2 separate regions of the Gasterosteus aculeatus genome follow, and region 2 is linked to region 1. The links are chromatin contacts, called in public Hi-C maps. All regions are on one chromosome and are shown on one strand. Each heading gives the region's core, a stretch centred on a gene start, on an enhancer-like site or on the middle of the called end of the contact. The rest is flanking DNA. Distances are from core to core; before and after follow the strand shown.

What was found. Hi-C and Micro-C count contacts between places; a contact is called where the count stands out from the background.
Region 2: a contact with region 1 is called in a Hi-C map of whole body, with 3 times the contacts expected there. The contact joins the enhancer-like site here to the promoter of slc8a3 in region 1. A contact is called at or near these places in 3 of 6 Hi-C or Micro-C datasets (skeletal muscle, tail fin and whole body).

The regions. Positions count from the first base shown.
Region 1 is chr15:13,345,033-13,352,702 of fGasAcu3.hap1.1, forward strand. slc8a3 (solute carrier family 8 member 3) reads left to right here and starts at 4,057. Exons shown (of 8, transcript XM_040198755.2): 1 at 4,057-4,577.
Region 2 is chr15:13,425,116-13,432,785 of fGasAcu3.hap1.1, forward strand. slc8a3 (solute carrier family 8 member 3) reads left to right here. Exons shown (of 8, transcript XM_040198755.2): 4 at 2,440-2,457; 5 at 4,230-4,354; 6 at 4,705-4,804; 7 at 6,234-6,503; 8 at 7,184-7,670. The coding sequence ends at 7,560. Among protein-coding and RNA genes, the nearest start is that of map3k9, 8.8 kb to the right of the region's middle. Within about 2 kb of position 3,191, at least 1 of the 9 cell types and tissues checked has open chromatin away from gene starts, as enhancers often do.

The DNA.
Region 1 (7,670 bases), core at 2,807-5,306:
AGATGGAAAGCCTTGCTATCTGCATTGCACTCTGTGTATCTGCGTGGCGGTTTTATTTGAAGGGAGGGTTTATTAGTGCAGGGTAGTAAAGGTTATGTGGCGTTATATGAAGAGAAGCCATATGGTTGTGTGTGACACTATGGCGCCCGTACGGCGGGATGATGGGATGACAGCGTGTTGGGTTGCTTCGGCACGGCGAGGTTTTCACCTTGTGAGTCTGTGTCTTTTTTTTATGTGTGTCTGTGGACAGATGAAGTCAATGCGATGGTGTAGCAACCGTGCGATCACAAGACTTTTACAAGTGTGTCGGTAAGAGCGAAACGAAGGCTGAGTTTGAGGATGCGTGTGGTCGGGGGTATATACGCCCTCGGGGTGGAATCAGCGCTGCGGCTGGTCGCATCGCATCGCCAGATGGTCTGTAGTTATTCGTGCAGTGGCTCCTGGCCTCTTTGGCTTGTCGCCCTGTAAAGGGAAGCAACTACGTGTGGTTACATGTTGTTGCCAAAGCCTGATTTGAAGGGTTTTACGGCGTGAGGAGGTATATACAAGAGTACAAAAACTAAACTGAACAACTTGTGTGACATAACCTTTTCTTCTTCTGTGATTTCAATTAGGACGGTGTTCTGGATGGGGCGATCTCACGGTATCTTTTCTTCATTATCAGCCACGACAATGAAGCAGGTGTTGTTTATATCCTGGGAATCTGTGTGTGTGTGTGTGTGTGTGTGTGTGTGTGTGTCAGTCCTTAACATCATGGCTCCGTGTGGTTCAGGAGATCTGTACTGGTAACTTCTAGAGCAACGGTTTATATTTCCAACAGAGGACAAATTGTGGCAGCGCGATAGTGTCCCAACCATGTGAGATGCAAAGTCGACATGGCATTACAGACGCAAAGCAATTGCCTGAGAGTAACCGTCTGAAAATACAGCAGGGACATTCCACAATGTGGAGAGCGCATCTCTAAACCTGGCCGAATCCAATATGCACTTACCAGAAGCAAATGTTCTTGTCGTACTTCATTTTGTAGTTTGGGTGAACCGACCCTTTTTTAAAGCATGCAGCCTTTTCCTTTAGCTTGCTGTGTCCCTACACACCCAATTCGGCGTTTTTAAGCAAGTCCTCAAGGGGTGTTTGGTGCGTTGTTCTGTAGCCGACCCCCCCACCCACACGCCTTTCTCTGAACACACACACACACACCCACACACGCTCACCAGGACAGGAAGGGGCCCTCCAGGCCTGAGGTCTTCAGATCCTGATGCGAGGTGACGCTTCACCTTCCTCGCTTCACAACTTCGCTGTTCATTACCGACCGTCATAAGCGGACGTCGCCCAGAGGTGGAGTCAGCGTTAAGTCCCCCCGATGACCCCCACCTCCCCGCCTCCCTGCCTCCCTGCCCCTTTTTCGTTTACCAGCCGGAGCGCACTCTGCCTCGCTGTTTGTTCTTTTCATCCCACTGAAGTTGTTGCAAGCCTGCAGATGATCAGCACGAGCAGAGTGCCGAGCGCGGCGCGGAGAGACGGAATAAAAATCACAAAGTGCAAGAGCAGCTCTATTTTGTGCTCGGCGGTGTGTTCGTTCCCTCGCCCAGATCTTCTGCTGCCGCGTGCCCGGGCCTTTTAATAAACCTCATCTGGGGAGACGCAGCTGTCAAGTGAGCCGTGGCAGGAGCAGGAGAGGAGGGGGAATACGGGAAGGAGAGGCGGCGTCGCTCTGCTCCCGCGGGATCGATGCACCCAGTCGGTTCAAGGGCCGTGCGGCCACCGAGTCGCCGGCCCTTGTAAGTGCTGCTCCTCTCAGTGGGAAGCACAGGCGGGTCTGGTGTGTTGATTACAAGTATAATCCATTAATCATCACGGAACGCATGGGGGACTTTGATGAAGGAGGCGAGAGCGGGCATTGAATTCCAATCCCGATGTGATGCACGCGGGCCGCAGGTACACTTAAAAGGCCTGCGTGCACCATCTGTCCTGCGCCTCCACCCTTTCTGGAGCAGATAAGAAAACTTCATTAAAACATCCGGCCATATTCTCCATACTAATTACACCATCACACAGAGAGGGAGAGGAGGATGGCAGACCGGAGTGGTGGGGGCTGCCTGGCCAGATCGGCCCCTTTCTTCTCTCCCCGTCCATTTTGGGAACAAACATGGAAATATGAACAAGTTAATACGATTCTGTCCCATGGTCTATGTAATTAATTATTTTTGTTTTCTGATTTGCATACCGGCTCCTTTCCAGAAGAAATATCCGTGTCCCAGATCTCATTCTATTTATATTTTACTTTTAGGATGTACTGCAGCTGCACCAATCAAACGTAGGGACTGTTGCATGCATGGGTGGTATCTGACATGGGGTTAGGGTCAGGGCTTTCTGTCAGTCTGTGTTCTCCCTGCTCAGTCAATGGGACGTCTCCTCTGCTGCACTGGGGATTGGGGGTCAGAATAGCAGGTAAAGAATGCAGGCTTGCACACAGCCAGGTGCCACCTGATGCAGTTTTCTTTATCCTAACATCATAGTACTTTTGGCCTACTGCATTTGACATACATATTGGGACACTACTTACAAATATGCAAAATACTTTCCTGGCATACTAGTTTGTACACACCAGAAAGAGATACAGCCAGCTTAGTTTAGAGCAAAGACTGTAAGCAAGCCTTCAATAATGAATCATGCTGAATCAGTTTCAACAGCCTTATGGAGTTCTATGAGGTATTTATTTGCTGTGTGCTGCGACGCCATATTTTCACTCTTTGTGCTAAGCTATGCTAACCGGCTATTTAATGAGCACACATGACAGTGGCCTCTTCCCGTAAGTCTATGCCAGAAAACAACGTGGTGTATTCCTTAGTATTATTTAAATGTACAGATGGCATTATGGGTTAGCAATTTGCAGACATGTTATATTGTTATATATGGGAACCTTAACAAATCTACATACGGAATGATCCCCTTCATGGAACAGTCCGCCATATTTCTTCCGTAGCTCATCCGGCACGCTTTGCACGCGGGAGAAGCTTTCAGTTGGTTGCGATATGCAACCTCACCGCTAGATGTCGCTAAATCCCGTCCCATCTTTGAAAGTCACATTTCTATCATAAAAGAGTGCAAAGCTGGTTAAAACCAATCAAGCTGTCCTTGATCAAAGGGGGGGGGGGGGGGGGGGGGGGCTCTCTGCTGACACTCATGTCATTATTACCATGATATAAAATAAGTCCTGCAAAATTGTTGTATACAGCACTCATAAATGGGATTTTGCAGACTGGTTACTGGTTCTGTGTGTGTGCATACTGATGCCCATTTGATACAAAATCATTCTGATTTAAACGGCAGATTTAGTTTGAATTATGAAGCTATTTTCCTCATCTGCTGTGTTGTTTGGTCTTTGTGGCTTGTGGCCAGAATACGTGACTCTGATCCTCTTCCCATGTTGTGTCATATATTAGCAGCACGTGACCAAACGGGCCCCTCTGTGTTTGTGGAGGTAAATAACCGGCTGAGACTTCAACAATAAGCTTATCCTGTTCACCCCCCCTTTTCTTAGCCCCCCCGTTGTGAACCCTTGCCGTGGACCTGGATGATAATCGTGCTTTGTGGTGCAGGTTTCTCATCCCAGCGGGTGGTGACGTAGTTGCGCGACTTGTCGGTGTGACTTTTAAAGATGGAAGGCAGGTGGGGGGGCGCAACCATTTCACACCTCCACCGTCGTGAGAATTACCCCCCCCCCCCCCCCCCCTACAAATCTGATTAATAATCCGCGCATGGTGATGTCTGGATGAAGCTCGTCTCCATGCAATCACCTCCAGAAACGGAGCCCGCGCGGAGGAGACGCGCGCCGCGCACATTCCGCTGGTGCGCAAAGTCCCGATGACAGTGCGGGGAACTCCGATGCTCAGCCCGGGCGCTCCTCCGACGGAACACGGTGGTCAGTATTCAGTGTTAGGCTTCCGATCTCGAGAATACAGCCGGGAATAAGGAGCTTCACGGCGCCGGGGAGGAGGGGGGGGGGGGGGGGGGGAGGGGGGTCTACAAGAGCGAGCGTCCTCGCAGGTTTCCTTTGCTATCGCAGCGGAGAGCGAGAGAGGGGGAGGAGGCGAGGGCTGATTCACGGCTTCCAGGAGGAGGGAGAGCCGTGCGGACGGGCTCTGAAGATCCATCCCTGATCTTAAAATACCCCCCCCCCCCCCTTCCATAACCCACCCCCCTCCTCCCTCGTCATTGACAGCTCTGCGACCCGGTCAATCCGTCAGACGGGGAGGATCCGGGGAGGAGGTCGCCAAGGCAGGAGAGGACGACAGGCGATCACCTCTGGCCAGTTTGATCCAATCCCCAATACCCAGCGAGGTGGGTGGGGGGGGGGACCAGCCTCCCCGTGCATGAGGACGACACCGTGGCTCCACCGGCGGGGGGGGAGGGGGTTGTTGGTCAGAGGAGCACGTTTGACTCCAGAGATCCAAACAGCGACGCTACACTGAGACTGCTGGCGGAGGCTGATCTGGACGGCGAAGGAGCCATACAGAGGAGGGCGGGTGGAGGGAGGGGGGCGGACAGGAGACTATTTCCGGGGGACACAAATACAGGTATGTTACAATGAATAAACGCGTGATGCAAACTCGGGGATTATTTCAATAACCAGGGGGCCGACTGAGTGATGCGGCCCGGTAGACCACATTTGCTGAGGGACAGCAAGACGCGGATCGGCACTGTGGGGACAGCTGGTAGAAGACACGCTAGATGCAAAGCTGCGAATACAGCCGCCAAGTGATGTAGTCCAGAACTCCGGCGCGCTGCGTCCTGCCCGGGGTCCGACCCGCCTTTAGGATCCTCCTCATCCGCATCCTCATCATCGTGCAGAGGAGATCCATCGCAGCGCGCCGCGATGGACTCGCGATACCCTCGATTGGGTGTGCCGTTCGGATAATTGGCGTGTGTCAGCGCGAGGCGTCGGACAGCGCTGATTGGCTGCACACCTGGATCTCCAGCCCGTTTCTTTGATTCGGATGCACGCCTCTTTCAGCTCGCGCTGTGTCGCTGGCCCCTCGCGCGCTCCCCCTGTCAGGAGTCGCCGGTGTTTGCTGAGGGTCGGCTCTCGGTTGTCCGGCGGGAGGAACATTTTAGGCTACGTGTATTGTCTGTGCATCAGACCGTGCGCACCCTGTAAGTTGCCACCGCGGGGGCCCGCGGGTGCCCCGGCGGGGGCTTCCCCGGGCCTGCCTTCTGATGATTAATCAGCAACAGCTGAGGCTCTCCGGGGGGGCTGCTGAGTCCGTGTTTTCGCGCGTGTCAAGTGGCCTTCCATAGGTAGGACCTTCTTCCCAAAATAGGAAAAGAGACCCGAGAGGCGAGCAACTGTCACCGCCGTGTCGCTGTCTGCATCGGTCACATGCAGGACTGAAACAAGCCACCCAATCACATGTTAATAGCAGTTAATTCTTTTCATTTGAACCATTTCAATGTTTTTGAGGTCAAGTTATGGCTGCGATTATATTGTCGGTGTGTATGTGCGACCAGTTGGATCAATTGGATAATCATATGACATTTCAGAAAATCATTAAAAAAAACACACACACACACACACCACAAAAAATCACAATGTTCCAAAACCAATGTTGATATATATTCAAATGGCTGAAGGAATTGAGTTGGTTAGGAGTTTTGTAAATTTGGTTTTAAGTGGATTCACCCACATGTTGAGGGGCTGCTTCACGGCTTGCAGGAGGAGGCTCTGAAGATCCATCTCTGAGCTTAAAATACCCCCCCCCCCCCCTCCCTCCATAGCCCCCCCCCCTCTCCTCCGTCGTCATTGACAGATTTTTGTGAATTCAGTTTTAAGTGGGTTCACCCACACATAGCCGAGGTTGCACATGGTCAGTGTTGGACTTCATTGGAATATGTCACAATTAACCACATGCTTAACTTATATAATATGTCCGCTGTAATGTGGCTCTTACGTTTGTGCAGTTTTTTTGGTGAACGACAAACAAACAAACTTTGAGGTGGCAGCTGAACAGTCTTGATTAAACTCCAGCGTCAGGCCTCCTCTACATTCACGATGTGAAATACAATCCTTAAAACGGTAATTAGAATGCAAATTGTTTTGTGTAGCTGCTAATTTAGGGGTCAGGGCTCTAATGTTGGTACACAAAGGCAAATAGAATCGTTCGTTCTGCATTGGCTGACAGCATACAATACTCTTAGTGCTGATTAGAAATCAATATTTAAAATGCAAGATCCTTGTAAAGGTCATACACCTGGACCCCCTTAGAGCTAGGATGCAATCATTTAAATGAGCTTTACATGTAGAAATGTGTCTTGAATGGGTTCCCAAACTCGTTCCCGAAATCCATCCACATTGCCAGCATTCGTTTTGTAATATAAAGACTTTTATGCTTCTGGAGATGCAACATTTATACCAGTCAGTGACAGTCCATTGCAGGCAATATAGGGGTGCATTGTGGGAATTGTAGGTCCCAGCATTTTCAGAGTTCAGAGGGGATTTAACCTCATTTACAATTTATATTAACTTGATATGATAATTGATCTGTGTATTTGCAAAATGAATAAATGCAGGGTTTGAATGCACACAGGACACTTTGTGTCTCTGTGGGCACCAGTTTAGTAGTAGTTGAGGTGTAGTTAGTCGCAGTTTTGCAATGTTAGTTCTCCAAGTATTGTAATGCCTTTGGTAATAATATTAATAATAGTCGCAGTAGAAGTAGTAGTACTGCTAGTTGCAATGTTATAGCCTTCCTTAGTATGAAATTCCAGATTGCGGAATTCATTTCTAGATGTGAAACAACAACAAAAAGACAGCTTATAGAGTATATAATATCGTCTTTTATGTCTTGTGGGAGATGGTTGAAGTTAGCACAACTGTATTTTAATCTCTGTAAGGATGACGTTATTCAGCTGATGAACTGTATATGTCCGATGGTTCAAGGCAGCAGGTATTTAACGGAAGCTATCGGGAGTCATTCTATAGCTTTTATATCTTTAAAATGATTTGTGTCACCCGAGTAGTTGGCTCTCGGATTTATGGCTATTTGGCTTATTGGCCATTTTGTTGCGCCTGTGTTCATCCAGGAGGGGTTGACTGAGCACGCTCACTCTCTTCCACCGCTCTCCACCCCCCAAACTCTCATAACACACGTCCACACATACAGTAGAGACGGCTCCAGCTGTCTGCATTAAAGCTACAGTGTAGTGTGAAAATAACATCACATTTCAGCTCATTTTTAGCTGCTGCAATCAGTCTTGCATGTGAAAGAGGTCGTTTGCAGTGATGAAAGCACAGACAATTGTTATAGCTTTCTGGTATTTGTCTTTGCAGTTTTGGTTCACCCTCACAGTGTTGTTTTTACAATGTGGGGGGGCAACGGTTTTAAGTGAAGTCCTCTCTACACTACGCTGCATTCCCAGCACGCACCTCTAGACAAACCCAGACAGCTAGTGAGCCAATAGAGTTAATAATGCATCTACAGTCAATGTGACAGAAACACATGTTGCTTTTCTCTGGATTTGTAAATATAAACAAATTTTGGCAATACAGTAAAATTCCCATATCAACATTGGAGTAATCATAATCATGTTCCTTTTTTTAAGCAATAAGTCCAAAAAGGTGAGATCGACCCAGGTTACAAACGAGGATGTAATTGTTGTCAGCCTAAAATATG
Region 2 (7,670 bases), core at 1,941-4,440, 79 kb after region 1:
AGAGCCGGCCTCTGTGTGTGCGTGTGTGCGTGTGTGTGTGTGTGTGTGTGTGTGTGTGTGTGTGTGTGTGTGTGTGTGTGTGTGTGTGTGTGTGAGTGTGTGTGTGTGTGTGTGTGAGAGTGTGAGCCAGAAAGGGACTCACTCTTTTGTAACGAGACAGATCTGATTTGGCCGAGCGCGCAGGAAAACACGCTGATGATAACGGTTAAACACACCACCCTACTCCTCCACTCTCACACACACACACACACACACACAACAGTCCTCCACCCCTCCAATTACATCTCTTTGGTTAATCTTCCCTTTCACAACTGTGCTGTTGGCAGAATGACAACCTTCTGGGTTGTGTGATGGTTATTATGCTTTTCAAACACCTCTGTTTGTGTGTTTCCTTATCAGAAATCGTATGTGCAAGTCTTTTGTTATTTGCGTCTTTGTGTGCGTGCTGAATTTTATTGCGGTGAAATCAGTTAATTAATGATTTGGTGATTTCAGTGATTAAAGACTTGTGCGCGTTTATGTCCACGCTGAACATTCAGTCCCCTTGAGGCTCAACAAACGATGCCAAAGGCCTCAACTTCCTGCTGATTTAGTAAAAACTGACTTTAAAGCCACGCTGGTACTTTTTCCTTAGCGTGTAACGCTGCACCCTGCCGACAAGCGCACGGCATTGGCTGCACAGTAGTGGCTGCACGCGGTGCGGCGCCGGATCAGCGCGGCTCGGCCCTCGTACTGATGATAATGAAGGAAGTCGGCCACGGCAATTAACGCACTTATGGTGATGAACTGTGGGCCGCTTTGGATTTAGGAAGTTGATAAGCTGCTCTCAACACAAACAGGTCCATTAGTATATCTTCTTTTGTTGAAAGAGGTTTAGAAAATCAGACGTATTCGTGGAAGAAGTAACCAGCTTCCTTTTGCCCCTCAAGTGTCCCGGTTTCATAAGGAAAAGAATTATGATGAAGACGTGAAAAGGGAGAGTTGTCGATGTGCATCTCTGGCTTTATCCCGTCTCTTCCTCCTCTTTTGATTTATCTTGTCACCTAATTAGCCGCCCTGCTGGACGACTTGTTGGGCCTCCTTCTTTTCTTAATCGTATCATTTAGTTGCGGTTTAGACTTTGCCAAAGGCATCTGACCGTGACGTGCTGTGTCACCGATCTGCTCTGCAGTACAGCACGCAGATAAACAACCAGGCAGTCTTGATTAAAATGCTGAGGAAGGCAGCGTGGTCGTCCTGGGCGTCTGCATGAGGCACCTCCATTGTCAGCATAGCTTTCTTCTGATGTGGATGTTTGCGGTTGGGTGTAACTGGGTGATTTGCAGAATCGTCTCCAATGAAAAGCACATCTGGCTGAGTGAGTGATGAAGTGCATCTTTTAGTTACAACTTCAGTCTGCTCCAGTGAAAAGGTTATTTGTGTAGCTTAATATCACATGAATGGTCTTCTAATCTCTGAGATGACAGGAGAATCTTCTTAGAGACCCTGAGATAAACTGGAGGAAACCTCACCGGGTAAATTCAAAATGAGACGGCTCCCTCCTTGGACATCTTCCAGGGGCGACGCTGGATCTTTATTTTGAAACCCTAAACTCGTTATCGGGACTATAAGTAATAATGTCATTTTAACAATGTAGCAAATCTATCTGATGTAGGATGAAACAGAAAAGGAACATGACATTTCCCAACTAGAAGTTGGCTCTTTCCTAAAGGTTATTTTGAATATTACGCAATACTGTTTTTAGTTGTGTTTGTCTTGAAATGTTTCTTTCCTGTTTATTTGTTTGCTGTATTTTATTCCTTTCAGTTTCTTCAAAGCCAACGTTTTTCTGCTTGTCCTGTTCTTTGGCGATTTAATATAAGATTATATCTCGTGTTGCATCATGTTCTTTTGTTCTTTAACTGTTGTTGTTCTTTTTTAAACTTATTTTTAAAGTGTTATATAATAAGTCCTCGTGAAATAAGTCAACTGTTTCTGTGTAAGTGTGTGAATGTGTTGCATGAGTTAGAAGGTTTTATATTATATTATTAGGACAAATACATATATTGGTCCAACACTATTTCATGCTAGTTAGGTGAGGGTTAATAAGGGTGTCATCATGGAGAAAGTGGGTTTAATAAAGGTGAGTTGATGTCGTACAAATTATCCTGCCTTTTTTCCTTTTTTTTCTATTGAGCATCTTTTTTAATAAACTTTGATTGTGCCTTTATGGTCATAAAAACATACCAAATACCACATTCCTTTCCCTCCCTCATCTCAGTGAATAATTCGTGCTGTATATTTTTATAACAAAGGGTCAATACTCAGCTATTCTCTGAGGTCCATTGCATTTCTCTCCTCCTTTCGTCCTAATGCACATTTCTTCCATTCCTGCTGCTCATCCTCTTTCTGTTTTCTCCATGTCTCCTCCTCCTCCTCCCTCCCTCCTCTCCTCCACAGCCCTGTTGTTAGCTGATGGTAAGCTGCCCATTCCCCCCTCAGCATCTCCACTGACCATCTTTTTCTGTGTGTTCGCTGCGGTTTCAACATCGGCCTTGAATTTTAGGCTCCAGGTTGCATGATGTGATATCTCCGAGGACGACGGTTTGGGTGGTTTATTTTGATGCAGATGAAGATTTTGCACCACACTTACAAATAAACTGCATACAAGTGTTTTGTATCCACCTCTGCTGTCACCGTGACAAAGAACACGCTCCTTTGCAGCACTCTGTCGCACTTAAAGATGGATCGGCAGATTTAATTAATCATAAATCCATAAATCATGTTCTCCAGTCAAAAGCAAGATACTAAGACTTGATAACCGTAAAATAATTTGCAGATCTAATATTAGAAATTTAATTACCTTTTGTGGTAGTGGGTTATTATTAATTTATTTTAACTTCTCCCCTGTGAAGGAAATTGTGTCATGTAGAAGTGAAGTGTGGAGCAGGCGAAGGGCTCGATAATCAATTTTTAAACATGAGCAAAAGAAGTCCTGTCAAGACTTGAGGGTGCACACTGTCTCGGGTGTGTAATTGATTTAGCTTAAAAGTACACGTGTGTGTGTGTGTGTGGCAGAACTCGTGCGCTGGTATATTATGCATGTGTGTGTGCGTGTGCTTTCCTGCGGACACTCCCTCCTATCGGGGGGGGACCGGGCTGTGATCTTTAATGGCATCATTAATATTTAACGGTAAGCGTGTTGTCAGCAAAGAGCAGCAGGCTGGGACTCGTATAGGAGATGACAAGGTCTCTGCACCAGGTGGCTCAGTGGGGCTGTCACACACACACACACACACACAGGCGGAGCGGGATGAGAGGCCCTTTGGATGCACAGCCGCTCCTTCTTGATAGAGTTTGACAGCACGGAATTGATGTCATGGCGCTCGTCGTGGAGTCGCCGTGCGCTCAGGAGCTCCGTGAAGCATCGTGGCTTCGTTCTAGAGCCGAGCGGCCGAGGACACATCTGAGAGGGGCTGATCGGGTCTTTAGGAGGACTCACTTTGAATGGAAGGCCGTGGAAGTATTCGTAGTGTGCAGTCATGCAGACTGTTTGAGGTTCACCGTTTTTTAAAAATCTGTCATTCCACAGAAGAAAACCCTCTTCGATCAACTTAAAGTGAAAGTTTTAGCTATTAGTTTAATGTGACATTTAAAACATTTAACAGTCTCAGTCTTAAATCCCTCACTGCTGATTAGCGGGACCATAACAGACCCCCCCCCCCCCCTCCCGCCGCCCTAAAAGAAGTCAGTGAACATCTGCACAATGTCAGGTTGGAGACGGTATCTCAAAAACAAATGAGTGACTTGGCATTTTGGGGAATGTCAGACCTTTTAGAACCAAGTATTTCTTCACTGCCGTATTTAACACAAGTGCTCTTCACCATGTTTCAGGAACTTGAAAGTCAATGGAAAACTCCAACTCGTCTGGATAAAAGTAGAACAACGGGAAGTGCATGAGCGTTTGTCTAACCTTTGACTAACAAAGTCAGAAGACAACATTGCACTGATTGATTGCGACATACATGACTGCATGAAATACGCCATAGGAAACCAATCTTGTCTCTCTGTAGAGCCTGAGCTGAAGGTTGAATACATTCAAATTGATACCAGTGAAGCATCGCTCTGATGTTTTGTTTGTACGCTGTGCAATGCAACATGCTAATCAGTTGAGCATCCCCTTATTTTTATTGCCATCTTTCCCGCTGTGATTCCTCTTTGTGTTTTGCTCTCTCGCCCTCCGCGCTCAGATGTAACAGACAGGAAGATGACGTCGGACGAGGAGGAGGCCAGGCGCATCGCAGAGATGGGAAAACCGGTGCTGGGGGAACACTCCAAGCTGGAAGTCATTATTGAGGAATCATACGAGTTTAAGGTGGGAAAGATTACTCATGGAAGGTAGTGTGAATAGTGGTGCTGGAAATAGTGTGTTCCGTGCAGTCAAACAGATAACAGATGCAGAAGCAGTTGCTCTTTAGACACCTTGGAACCCACAGGAATGCATTTCTGGAGATGTGGTCCGTAGTGCATTCTCTAACCCTCCCCAAACAAACGACATACCCACCATGTTTGTTTTCCGCCGCGTGGCTTCATCATGAATTCAACGGAGGTTTCCGCTGCCTGGCACTGGATGCCACTGCCATCGTGTGGCGAAGCGCGTTTATTTCTTCTGCTGAAGCAGCCGCTGAACTTAAATAACGGATGGCTTTCATTCTTGCATCGCAGAGCACGGTGGACAAGCTGATCAAGAAGACCAACCTGGCGCTGGTGGTGGGAACCAACTCCTGGAGAGACCAGTTCATGGAGGCCATTACAGTCAGTGCAGGTACTGTGGACATTGCGTGGTTCCTGCTCTGGCTTATTGGGCTGCATGCAAATACACTGGAATATCAGTGTGCCCCACTTAACAAGCTCACCGGTGTTTGTCATCTCTCATTTTTACGTCTGGGGATCTAAAGTACCCACTAACAATCCTTAAACAGGCCTTCCTATGTCACAATTAGGCTTATTACAAAATACGGTTTGAGAACGACCTTTTCAACGGTGCACCAATTAAAGCGGACTGGCCTTTTTCAGGAGGGGGGGCTTAAAGAGACACCTGTTAAACTGAGCTTGAAAGACGGATGGAGAATACAGGTGTAGTCAGACCGACACATGCAGATATTCATTATATTAATACAAACATGCAACCCAAAATACATGTTTGTCCCTAAAAGCACACAATATGTCCCCATTAAAGGAATAATCAATCCTGCAGTTGCTTATTCGCCGTCTTCCTTTTTGCTTAGCTAACTTTCTAGCAGCGGTAGCTTCATCTACAGATGGATGAGGGGTATCTACCTTCTCATCTAAATCTCAGCATATTGAAAACCATCCTCTCTAAATATTGGCCGCCACCAACCGCAAGCCCAACACGTTGGCGTCAGTGTGAGCCTCCAAGAACTCAATTAGCTGAAATCCTCTGCACTTGAAGCTCCGGAATAATCTCACGCGCGTCTAGAGAAAACTCATCCATCATGTCGGGGGCGACATGCGGCATGAGATGAGCCTGCAGTGCAGTGCCTGCACCGCGTAGTGGCCGCCGTGATGGCCGGGCTTTGTCACTTTGGAGCTTGAAATATTTAATCCAGCGGGGCTCTTTATTTTTTCATGGTCCACCCTCGGCTGAAAAATGCATGCGACTCACGCGGCCTGACGCTTTGAATCAGCGCAGTGTCCTTGCCGTCCGACTGAGGGTCCTGGGAGCAGTTGGCCCACAGAGGACGACCCGGCTCCTCCACCTAAGGAGGATGACCACTCACATTTAAATATTTAGCTGTTCCAAGACGACACTTTTATGTAGCGGGGCGCACGGGGAGCGCGCTCTGCTTTGACGGAACAAATGGAGGGAGTGGTGCCGAGTCTGTGACCTTTAGCCAACAGCAACGTGTCCCTTTGAACATGATGCGTCCTGAATCCGTGCTACAACCTGTTTTTTTCCCCGGCTGTAAGCAGCTCTTCCATTTCCCTTGAGCAGTGCATGTGGCGCTGTTGTGTCCATCAACAGCCCTCTCTTAAATCAACCTCATTTATAACAGAGCGCTGTCGGCTTTATGTACATGTAAAACATGTATACGTTGTTTTTTTGTTATACACACAACAGTAACCAGACAGCAACCAGACAAAAGTGAACGTTATGAGAACGTTGTTCTCCCCCTCGACCCCTCTGTCACCCCTAACCCTCCCTAATCGATCCTTAAACTCCCTTCAATCAGATGAGGATGAGGAGGACACGGGGGAGGAGAGGCTGCCGTCCTGCTTCGACTACGTCATGCACTTCCTCACCGTCTTCTGGAAGGTCCTGTTCGCTTGCGTCCCTCCCACGGACTACCTGAACGGCTGGGCCTGCTTCATCGTGTCCATCGTGCTCATCGGCCTGCTCACGGCCGTCATCGGCGACCTGGCGTCCCACTTCGGCTGCACCATCGGCCTCAAGGACTCAGTCACCGCTGTGGTGTTCGTTGCACTCGGCACATCTGTCCCAGGTGAGGAAAGAATCTTGTTTAATTTAGTCGTGTTTGTGATGTGAAAATGTGTCGTCTGCCGTTTTGTTTTTGACGCTGAGCTTTTGAGACTCTTTCAAACATGATTTGGCAGCGAGACGGCTGATATTCTTATTTCCTCCAAACTGACATTTTCACCCGACAGGAACAATATGTCACTAAAAACTTTCACTCTCAGCACATTTTTTATTAAAGGTCCTGTGTGCAGCATTAATAAATCATCACTGCGTTCAATCTGAAAATAAAAAATGTATAAATATAAACAAACAAACAACACAGAGAAGATTGCCAGCCTTCGCTGCTGTAATTTATATTTTGAGTGGCAGGCGGACTTGGCAGGAAATGAACATTTGCCCCCAAAATGTGGAATGAATAATTTATCTTCTTCAGAAAACTGAAAGGTCTAGTTTCAAATGAGGGGAAACACTGACAGACGAAACCAGCACGAACAATAATAATTATCTTAATGGTCTGGAATTCTCAAATAAATTAGACAAGATAGTTAGCTGTGAACAAAGTATATGTCTTACAACAATATCAAGTTCCATTAGCAATATATTATTATATTATATATTGTATATTATACAAAGTGGGCAGGAAAAGATGATGTCGAAAGATTTCTTCATTTGAATCCGAATGTGATGACTTTTCTCCCTACGCAGACACCTTTGCCAGTAAGGTATCAGCAGTCCAGGACACCTACGCAGACGCCTCCATCGGGAACGTGACCGGCAGCAACGCCGTCAACGTCTTCCTGGGAATCGGCCTGGCCTGGTCGGTGGCGGCTATCTACTGGCACATGAAGGGGAAGCCGTTCGTGGTGGAAGCCGGCTCCCTGGCCTTCTCCGTCACTCTCTTCACCATCTTCGCCTTCCTGGCCATCTCGGTGCTGCTTTACCGGCGCCGGGCGCATATCGGAGGAGAACTGGGCGGGCCCCGGGGACACAGACTGGCCACGTCAGCCTTCCTTTTCGGCCTGTGGTTCCTTTACATCCTCTTCTCCAGTCTGGAGACCTACTGTCATATAGAGGGTTTCTAAACAGGAAAGACAGAACATGCAGCGGTTCAAATACAGCCAAATTCTCACTGGGGAATTTGGGTCAGTCTTGTATGTTAGAAACGACAGGAGCGGTAGACCCAAGGTTTTCC